Linked DNA regions of Mus musculus: region 2 is linked to region 1. A link is a contact called in public promoter capture Hi-C data. All regions are on one chromosome and are shown on one strand. Each heading gives the region's core, a stretch centred on a gene start, on an enhancer-like site or on the middle of the called end of the contact. The rest is flanking DNA. Distances are from core to core; before and after follow the strand shown.

Region 1 (5,299 bases), core at 78-2,577:
AAACTTCCCCAAACAAAGTCAGTGAATGTCAAAGTCTTATCTGCAATGCTTTATGAATGACACCCCGGGAGTGACATAGTAACTACACAGTAGAAAGAGCATGCCTAGATACAAAATACTTTCCACACACCTTTGCATCTTTATTTGGAAAATCAAACAAAGCATTAACTTTCACAAAAAGCAATGGGCTCTTCTCGTTCATCCTCAACCCCCCCCCATGTCCTCTCCCTACAGCATGTAATATGATTCTCCATCCCTTTCAAATTCATGGCCTCATTTTTCTGTAATATTGCTACATGCAGATTTAAACACATAAATACACAAATAACACCAGGTTTGTCTGTTTAGTGGTGCTTGTAAGTACATGATTTCAGGGCTATACACATACCCGCACGGATATGCAGGTCCGAGTGCGTGTGCGCGTGCGCGCACGCACGCTCACACACAATAATTATGATACCAAAAAATGCCATTGATATTAGAAGCTGTCAATGGTCGTGTATATTTAAAAGCCACTAATTTGGTTATATTTGATCTAGTTGGGTTAAAATGCAAATGAACTAGAAAAGTATGATAGCCTCCAACAAAACAGGGAGAGTAACTCCTATGTGACAGGTAGCTTTTCCAGTTTAGTCTCAGTTTCCTGGATCAATACACGAAACTTGAGTCTGATAATGATGTTTTTTTAAGTCACACCTGAAGAAGTAAAGTTAAAGAAGGCAGCACTGTATGAGATTTTGATGGTTTTGCTGTTTAGACCATTTGGCTTATAGAAGAGGCATTTGTCTTCTGTACCGTCCCTTCCTAAGAGATAAATTTATGCATCATACGCTACATAATCAGAGGATTTTTTTTTTTTTTACTTTGAATCCTTATCAGGTATATTTCAAACTGAGTTAATGCTGTGCTTAGTACTCTGTAAGATTCCAAGGATTATTTGTTAGTAAAGTGCTGTTATTGATAAAAAATACAAAATCAACCCACCCACCCCAGGTCTCCTGAAAGAACAATATTTTAGGGTGAATGCAAGAGGGATTTCTGCCCTATATTTTGAGTACTTTCCTTTTATAAACCCTTGATTCACTAGACTACTCTAGAACAACCAATTTCCCCAGGTTGATGCTTTTACTGTATCCAGTAGACTTTAAGTCTCCTCTCCACCCCGTTTTTGATACTCTTCTACTAGCAGCTTTTTACCACCTTAAAAAGCACACCAGCAGATTTCTGAAAATCAGGAGTGGAAGCTTTCTCTTCATTATACTGTCCTGGTTTCCAGGAAAACTGCCAGTAGGAGGCAGCAATGCCTGCCTGTGGCAACAGCAGTGGCTCTGCTCTGCACAGTAGTTAGCTGCTCGCTTCATTCTTCTGTCATTATATAAGCAAGATGACACTGTTCTCTAATCCAGCCAAAGCTGATAAGTACCATCAACCTGTCACTTCCTACATTTCAAATTCTAACATCACAGCATCAAAGAGTTTTTACATTTCGATTTCTTTTGCTGGCAGCAGCCGGTAGCCTCTCATTCTCCCACGGTGTTCTAATGCTGCATTTGCACACCGGGGTTACTCCCAGACTGAATAGCAGGTCATCCCCTGCTCACTGAGCTCATCTGTGGCCCATGTGCTAGGCAATTTAGATCCAATCAGCCCTTATTTAGCTCAAGAGTAATGAGCAGCATAGTGACACAGACTTAAGCCTGACCCTCAGGACACTGCTCATCAAGCAGTAAAACTGTGACAAAATCATTCATCTTCCACCCGCTGGCAAGAAATAATACTCGCACTCACTGTATTACTTTTCAAGATAAAAAAAAAAAAGTCCTGAATTTTCATGATGTGAGACATTAATTTGCAGAAAGCTGAATTCCCTTAAACCCCCCTGTTGCTATGAGCTCACCAGGGGGAAATAGGCCTTAGGAGACTGAAATGGAATAAAGAAAATTGCTCCAGCTTTCTTTTCATTTTAAATAAGCCTTAAATCTGACAAGAGACATCCTAAAGAGAGAAAAATATGTATCTTGTAAGGTAAGGAAGAAACAATTGAAATTAAGAGTTTCAAATGCTAGTTTCACTCCCTACTTGTTCTCAATTTTGCTAAAATGTTAATAAATAAAATTTAAGAGAGCAACTACTCATTCTTCTTTACCAGGAAGACAACAAAGATAAGGATATTCCTTATAAACAATATGGTGGCAAAAGTAACCCAATATGCCAGAATAAAATGTGTGCTTGTATGTTCTCTGTAAAATACGTGTTAAAGACCACAGCTTTGGAGTGATAAAAGAACACAGTAAGCCCAGCCAGGTAGATCTCAAGCTACAACGAATTTAGGTTTTTTTCTGTTATTTATAGTGCCTTCTGCGTCTCTATTAATCCAAAAACAATTCTGGGGATAATGAAGAGATTGGCTTCCTTCCCACTCTGATATCACACCAGCCCATCAGTGAAAACAACGTATGTGTGGGCCTTAAATTTTTCTGACTTCCAGGGAGTACTTCCCTTGTAGAACCAAGTCACAATGCCAGTGTATCTCACTGAATTTCTCTGGGTTTAGTTCATTTAATAAAGTCACAATTGTAGAAGAGTTAACTTTAGCAAACCTGTCACACAAAAGCGACTCATGTGTATTGTGACAACATGTCTTTTAATAATTAGCCTGACATGGTGCTGTGTAAGCAAACTGTAGATAGCTTCGCACAAGCTCATTACTGAGTTTCACCTAATGTTTCAAGGATCTGCGAGGTCTAAAGTTTAGAGTGAACCTTGAGTTCAGGCAAATAACACAGCAATGCTGTCACCTCACCTCAGCATCTTCTAATGTATTACCACTGACTAAGGTAACAAATTCCAGGGTACAGAAAGTAGTCACAGCATTCTCCTCCCTCCACAACTGAGCAGAAACAAAGTGACTTCTTTCCAGGAAGCACTCTGCTCCTGTCCCATAATGCTCTCAATCTCACATCACTGTTCTTTCAATACCCGTTCTTTTCTCTTTTTCCTTTGCTACCATGAAAAGTAGATTTTCTATATTCCACCCCACTTCCCCCATCATAATTTTGGTAACTTTAAACTTTTGTCAGTAACTACACAGCAAAAAAACAACAAACCAAAAACCTTATAAGGTTAACTTCTTGATTTCCTGAATAGATAATCTTGAAAATATAAATCTAAAGTCCCATTTACAAAACTTTACAAAACTGTAATGAACTAGGAACTGGACTTAATATGAAATGTAACATACTATAACTGAATTTACTTTTCAAAGATGAAGAAGCTCAAGAACCCTCTTACCCAAACTGCTTCCCTAGTCAAGTATTAGAATAGTCTGATAATATTTATTTACTTGGAAAACAAAATAAAAATTGCCACAAACAACTCAGTTACATACAATAAACATGGTGAGCTTTACTTTTCAATATCACCAAAACTCTCAGTTAATTAGAAAAAATGTGTTTCTAAATCTTCTGGAGGTCATTTTAATCAAAGATGCTTAAGAGGCAAGAAGCAGAATGAATTTGAGATTTCTGCCTTAAATTTACAGGGTAACTACATAAGCACTACTTTCTCCTTTCCTGTATATATTGACAAGATCTGCTGTATAAAGAGAAAACAATGAGAAATACAAACCATTACCTATTAAAATAGTGACTAAAATAACAGAATACAAAATGGCTATGACTTAAAAATACCTAAGTTTCTTTTTCCTATCAGTCTATCATTGATATTATACACATATGCACAAATATTAAGAAGATTTCATTTGAACAGATCACACATGTCTACTTTACTGAACACGAATTTGTTAAATAAAAACTTTATGCATTAATATGCATCCTCTGTGGAAAAAATTTACACCATCAAGTTGAAAGCAATAAAGGACATTAGAGCAATTCAAATGAAATACATTATTCAAGAGTAAAGATACCTGGATAAGCATACATTTCAGAGATGCTTAAAAGGTATTATTGTTCATATAATAATAAAAGAAAATCACCATATGCTGAATGCATTAAAAGATTATTACAACCATTGTTTTAGATAGGCATAAGTCAGTACTGTCTAACTGCTTTTCTGCCTTTTTTTAAAAGATTAATTTCTTTCATTTATATGAGTACATTATAGCTGTCTCCAGACACACCAGAAGATGGCATTGGATCCCATTACAGATGGTTGTGAGCCACCATGTGGAATTGAACTCAGGACCTCTGGAAGAGTAAGCAGCCAGTGTTCTTAACCGTTGAGCCATCTCTCCAGCCCATTTTTCTGCCTTTTTTAAAAAGAATTTATATGTAGGAGTGTTATGTCTACACATGCCTGATACCCAAAGAGGTCAGAAGGTATTAGATACTCTGGAACTGAGTTATGTATGGCTGTGAGTCATGTGTGTACTGGGAACCCATCCGGGGTCCTCTGTAAGAGCAACTATTCTTAATCATCCAATACCAACAATTTCTCTGTGCTCTCCCTCCAGCCCCATTGTTCTGCCCTTTGCTGCAGTAAACACTGCCCAGAAGTCCCTTCCCAAGACTATACTGTTAACAAGAGTAGGAGGGTTTATGAACCTTTAAGCCCTTACGTTTATACTATGTACTCTCTGCAGTAACTATTAAGCATGCTAGAATTTTCCCAAGAAGCAGAAACAAAAGACAAACCTGTTAGCTTACTGGACTACTGACCAACTCCTTCAATACATGAGGCTTTCTGACTCCATCTACAGCTTCTATGTACTAATTTGTAAAATCATCTTTCTATTACCCTCAAATCCTTCTAAAAGACGAATTCCCCCCCTTTTCTGCTACCATACCTGAAGGCCCCTCATGAGAAGCACTGACTACTTCTGACTTCTGGTTTTAACAATTACATTATTGAATTTAATCTTTTGAAAATCATGCTTTTCACACATTGTCAGCTGGTTCAGTGCACAGATTCATTCTATCACCTCGGCCATTTTTTAGTCTAAACACTGAGTTTTGACAAAAAAAAATACAAGCAGTAATAGTTTCAATTAATTAAATAAAGGGTGATTCACAAAAAGACGCAATTGATGTTAGGAAAGTCAGACTGTGGATGGATTTGAAGATCACAGAGATGTATAAATTATTTTTCTATGCCCAACAGAACATCACTGAGGTTAAGACCGTATAAACAGACTCTTTCTTCAAGAAGTTAAAGTTGCCAGCTACCACAGCAACAAAAAATAGGTCTTTGTCAAAAACATAAGCTTTTATACTATAGAATACAACAGGAAAATTAATCCATAGGGGAAAATATTTGTAGATCATATATTTGATGTGTTTCG
Region 2 (4,923 bases), core at 1,040-3,539, 350 kb before region 1:
CTACTTCCTAGCAGATATGTTAACTAGTTATGTCAATAGCTAGAAAATAAAAATCAATTATTTTCCTGTGCATTAAAATGAGGGGAAGAAAATTTCTACTTAATAATAACATCTTTCTTCCTTCCTCAAAGACCTTCTAAAAAAATTAGAAGATCTTTACCTCTCTTTAGTTAAACTGTGAATACAATCTAATTATCATCAAATCTAAACAAGGCTTACTAAAGACACTAAAAATCTGATTCCCAAGTTCATTTAGAAGGAAGTGATTTGAGAAGATATGAAGCTTTTTTAGGTTATAACAGTCACCAGGATGTGTCATACCACTTTATTGAGATAGTATGGGTCTAGTGGTAAGAAACAAAAAACACCTGGTCTACAGAGTGAGTTCCAGGACAGCCAGAGCTACACAGAGAAACCCTATCTTGGAAAAAAAAAAAAAAGAAAAAGAAAAAGAAAAAGAAAAAGAAAAAGAAAAAGAAAAAGATGAAACAAAAACCAAACAACCAATAAGTCTATAAACAGAAGTCAGAAAATTAGTAAATAAATTATAGTTAGGTGACTGGCACCTATTTGAAGAGGTTAAACTGGTCACTTCAACAGACTAAATACCAAGTATAATATCAAATAAGTATCTTTACACAAAAATCACACACACACACACACACACACACACACACACACTCACATGCACCTCATACTTAGCATAAATGGGAAACCCTCCTTCCAAGTATTGCTGAGCTTAAAAATAATACACTATGGCCAACAATCAATGTATCTTTATTGTGTGAAAATCTGGTACTAACTAAATCCTACTGTCACTATTAAATTATGAATATTATAGAAGTAGCTGTAATTGCAGTCTTTTGCTCAGTATTAGATAATACAAAAAAGTTTTGTAATGAAAACAAAAAACAAAAAAAACTTTGAGGGCTGTGGCTGGTACTTCCTCTTCATTTAATCTAATTCTTTGCCTTCCAGGCTGCAACTTCAATTTGCACTCCAGGCCCAGGGTTAAATGTCACTTCCTCAGAAGCAGCCTTTCATCTTCCCCAGCCCGTAATTACATTATAGTTGTACAGCTGCTCATCCACGGAATGGTCTGTGGTCCGCAACGTACCATGGGCCTCAGAGAGTAATTACTGTTTTAATCACTACACACAACACTTACACCTGACACAGGAGACATACCCATCATTCCAGCATGCTATATTAACTTACATATAATATTACATATCCTGTTGGGACACATCCTCAAAACTATGAACGTGCCCCCACTCCAAACCCCCAAACACTGAGGTTGTCATTAAGAGCATCTTAATTTACAGAATATGAAATAGCTCTCAAAGTCATACTGGTCACTCAGAAAACCACTAAAAAATGCCGTAACCCAACCCTACAACTTCTGCAATAAACAATTCACACAGGTCCATCCAATCAATCCCTTCACAGGTCTTTCGGTATACCCTAAGTATACCCTAAGTATACCCTAAGTATACCCTAAGTATCGAAGGGGGTCCAGGCCTGCCTGTGTCTAGCTGTCTGTGCTCTACACTGACTGCTCCCCTCTACACACACACACACACACACACACACACACACACACACACTTTGCACTTTCACTCGTTGCCCTCTTTTTCTTGATCACTTTCTCAGACCTCCAAAATAAACTGCCAACTTAATTAACGTATACATTACCGGCAAGGCAGGCACCGGATCTTTGGAATCGACATATACATCTCTTAGCAATGACAGCAGCTTGTTATCTTTTTTAGAAACAACTTCTTCGATTTCTGGATACTCTAAGGAAAGAAAATAAGCCATAGTATCTTTTTTTTTTTTTTTTAAGGAAAAAAATCTCTAAACTCGTAAACATGTACAATATTAAAAAAAAAAATCATCTGGACATCTTGGGGCAAACACTTGGACGAGAGTCTGCGTGCAGCCTGCGCAGACGCCGGGAGAGAGCGCGGGCTGCCTTGGGCTCCGGGATTCCTTCCAGCCGCCACCACCCGGGGCCCGCGCGGGGACGACCTCAATGTCACCGGAGGCCTGGGAGGGACTGCACTCACGACTCCGGTGCTCCTGCAGGAGGTCGCGGGTAGAAGGGTGCTTGGGTGCCATGGAGGGCTTCCTCTTGCTGATCTCTCGCTCCGCTCGCTTCTCCACGTTGAAGTTCCTTAAGGCGCGGGTCACGCGAGCCCCCATCTCTAAATCATGATGCCCTTAGTTCACTACGCACGTGTAGAAGCCACCGGCACCGGTGACCTCTGTACGCACGGAGCATGCGCACACCAGGGGCCAGGCACCGGTAAAACGCCGAGGACGCGCTCGTCGCCCCCTGGTGGCCGGGAGGACGCACCCTGGACTCCGCCCCGCCCACCCTTCCGCACAGGCGCATGCGCAGACATCTGGGCGTTGTCAGGGACGCCGGCCGGCGACTCCGGAGTCTTTAAGGATGAGCTGCTGTGATCCCACGGTTGCAAAATCCCGAGTAGCCAGTGTGGAGCGGAGATCTTCCAACCTCTTCAGAGGGCAGAGCGCAGGGTCAAGGTTCTGAATTTACCTGCCCATGCTTTTGAGAAATTGAGAATATTTGTTCTCAGCCGCAATTCCATTCTAACAGCCCTTATTTTCCTGTCCCTTGCCTGGAGCTTTCTGAGCCAATTTTGTGTTGGTTTTGTTTGTTTGTTTTAACTCTTTCACTATCTTGACATACCATTTTCCTGCCACTTTGTCCCTAGTGCTATGAGTTTTAGGCTTTCCTTCCCCTTCTCTCATAAGTAGTACTAACTTGACATACTCCTCCATTAGCGCTGAATCACCGTGCTCTTCTCAGCCCCATTTCTCAGCTCTACTGCCTCTCGAGTCTCTGTAATCTTGGCAAACCCTGGTGTAACTTAACGCTGTATTTGGAAAAAGAAAAAAAAAATCTACGGTACACATTCTATCTTCCTTTCCCCTTCTCTTCCACCCACCCTTTGTCTCTTCCTTCTTTTACGTTTCCGAAAGTATTCAATGTGATTGGCCCATAGTTTTTAAAGCCCACCAGCAAGAAAATAAGTTTTCGAATTAATATTTTTCCCAGACTGTGGTTGTGAAATCTATTAAAGATTTTAGCCTGGTTGGTTAGGTGAATAGATTAGTTGTGTCTAACCAACTTAAAGAAAAAAATTAGGGGGAGGGGTTTTCATTTTTTTAAGGACTATTACTAATTAAACTGTTTCATAATAGAGAAAACACTAGAGGGGTAAAGTTCTCACTGTTGCTTATGAAACCTGTCTCTGGAGATGGGTTATGTAGAAGCTAAAACCGTGTTCAGTGAGTTAATTTGTTAGTTATCCTGAAGGTGGCAGTCTGCTCCAAGATTTCCATCTGAGAGCTTTTTAAACAAGTTCATAACTGGGTGCCTTTTTTTTAAAACCAATTTCTCTGGACATCAAGAAATGTTCCTTGGCCTCATTAAGTCTGTTCTGTGCTTTAAGAATTATAGTAGCAATTCCACTCACTGCCTGCTAAAGTATTTTAAATTTTCATGTGATTCCACCAAACTTAGGGCTACATGAAAGTAACCTTACACAAGAGTTTCGAGTGAGTCCAGGACAGCAGATAGTACAAAATTAAAGATCTGTGAATTTCTACACGCAGGAAAGCTTGGATTTGACACTGGAAGAGACAGTGGCAGGTGAGCCTATTGTTTTATCTAGCCTTGGCCTGGGGTTACTCAGACCCTTAAAGACCAAAACAAGGCAGAGAGGCTCCAGCAGAACCCACCTTTGGCTATCTTACTTTGGTAATCAGAATGGAAACAAAATCCTGGACCATAAATCCATAATTTCAGCTCTTCTTGTCAAGACATACAATGTAGCAGAAGGTCTGAACTTAAGATTTTCTTTCTGGCTTCTGCCTGAGGATTGAAGGCAGACCCTCAAGGGAAGTCAGAAGTCTGCTTTTCTCTCAGCCAAACTGAAGTAAGGTTGATAGCTGATAATGAATGATAGTGATGAACTCCAAATATCACCAAAACAGTAAAATGCTAGTTTTTGAGAAGAGACATTTTCCTTTGTTTTGTTTCGTGCTGTATGCCCAAATGGTGCCAGGACAAAGTGGGTGTTTATGCCAAGATCAGTTTCAATCATTGACTAGCATGCTCTTTCCATGTGATGGTGTTGTTGAACCTGGGAAGGCTGGAACATCAATAGGCATTATAACAAGGGTCTAGAATGCCATCTGCCTTTGCCTCGCACTCGCAGCAGTAATAGTCACCATCAGGTAGAACCTGCAAGCTTCCCTCACCATTGTGTAGCAATTTCCTCCTGGTTGAACCTTCCCTCCTAAAGCAGGAGGGATGCTTATGAGACTCAGGAAGTCAACAGAGCTTACAAATCTGGGAAAGCTGAAGGCTACATGTTAAAGAAGGCCACTGAATAGTGCTAGGGAGAGGAGGATTAGAGGTGAGGAGCTGCCTGCCCGTCAGACAAAGAGCTCCAGAATTGCTGTCTCAGTGAGCTGTTACCCAGATCGCAGCAGGCTGGTTAGTGAAATGGCTCCTTACTAGTCATCCCGTTCCTCTAATGTATTCCAGTGAGTAACCCTCCCCCCAAAATTCACTGGCTTCCCAAGTTGGACTCTGGTGGAATTATATACTTTATCCATTCATTGGTTCCCTAGCTCCAGTTAGTAGACATTTATTCACGTCTTCCGAAGAAGTGTCAGGCACACAATACTTACCCTCCTCAGTTCTCCTCTCTGCCTCTACTCACCATTACACACTCCTCCCTGTACAGAACACACTTCAGTGTCCTACAAGGCATTTTAGAACTTACACTCAGGAAGTAGGTGACTCAAGTTCAAGACATACGCTAAAGGCGTTATAGTGAGCAAGTTGCAGATGTTCGTGGGTCTCAGAAATATCTTTGTGGGATA

The links. Promoter capture Hi-C pulls out the DNA fragments that hold promoters and counts their contacts.
Region 2: a promoter capture Hi-C map of hippocampal neurons shows a contact between it and region 1, with 2.6 times the contacts expected there. The contact joins the promoter of Ndufaf4 here to the enhancer-like site in region 1. A contact is called at or near these places in 6 of 39 promoter capture datasets (3T3-L1-derived adipocytes, the C10 cell line, embryonic stem cells and 2 more) and 2 of 115 datasets of contacts at active chromatin or transcription factors (embryonic stem cells and large pre-B cells).

The regions. Positions count from the first base shown.
Region 1 is chr4:24,541,084-24,546,382 of GRCm38.p6, reverse strand. All of the region lies in intron 13 of Mms22l (MMS22-like, DNA repair protein), which reads right to left. Among named protein-coding and RNA genes, the nearest start is that of Mms22l, 47 kb to the right of the region's middle. Within about 2 kb of position 1,327, at least 47 of the 459 cell types and tissues checked have an H3K27ac peak or open chromatin away from gene starts, as enhancers often do. A contact at or near this core is called in hippocampal neurons, where this site is marked.
Region 2 is chr4:24,895,449-24,900,371 of GRCm38.p6, reverse strand. Ndufaf4 (NADH:ubiquinone oxidoreductase complex assembly factor 4) reads right to left here and starts at 2,289. Exons shown (of 3, transcript NM_026742.4): 1 at 2,070-2,289; 2 at 1,696-1,799. The coding sequence starts at 2,205. Gm46848 (a long non-coding RNA gene) reads left to right here and starts at 2,250. Exons shown (of 3, transcript XR_001784261.2): 1 at 2,250-3,682.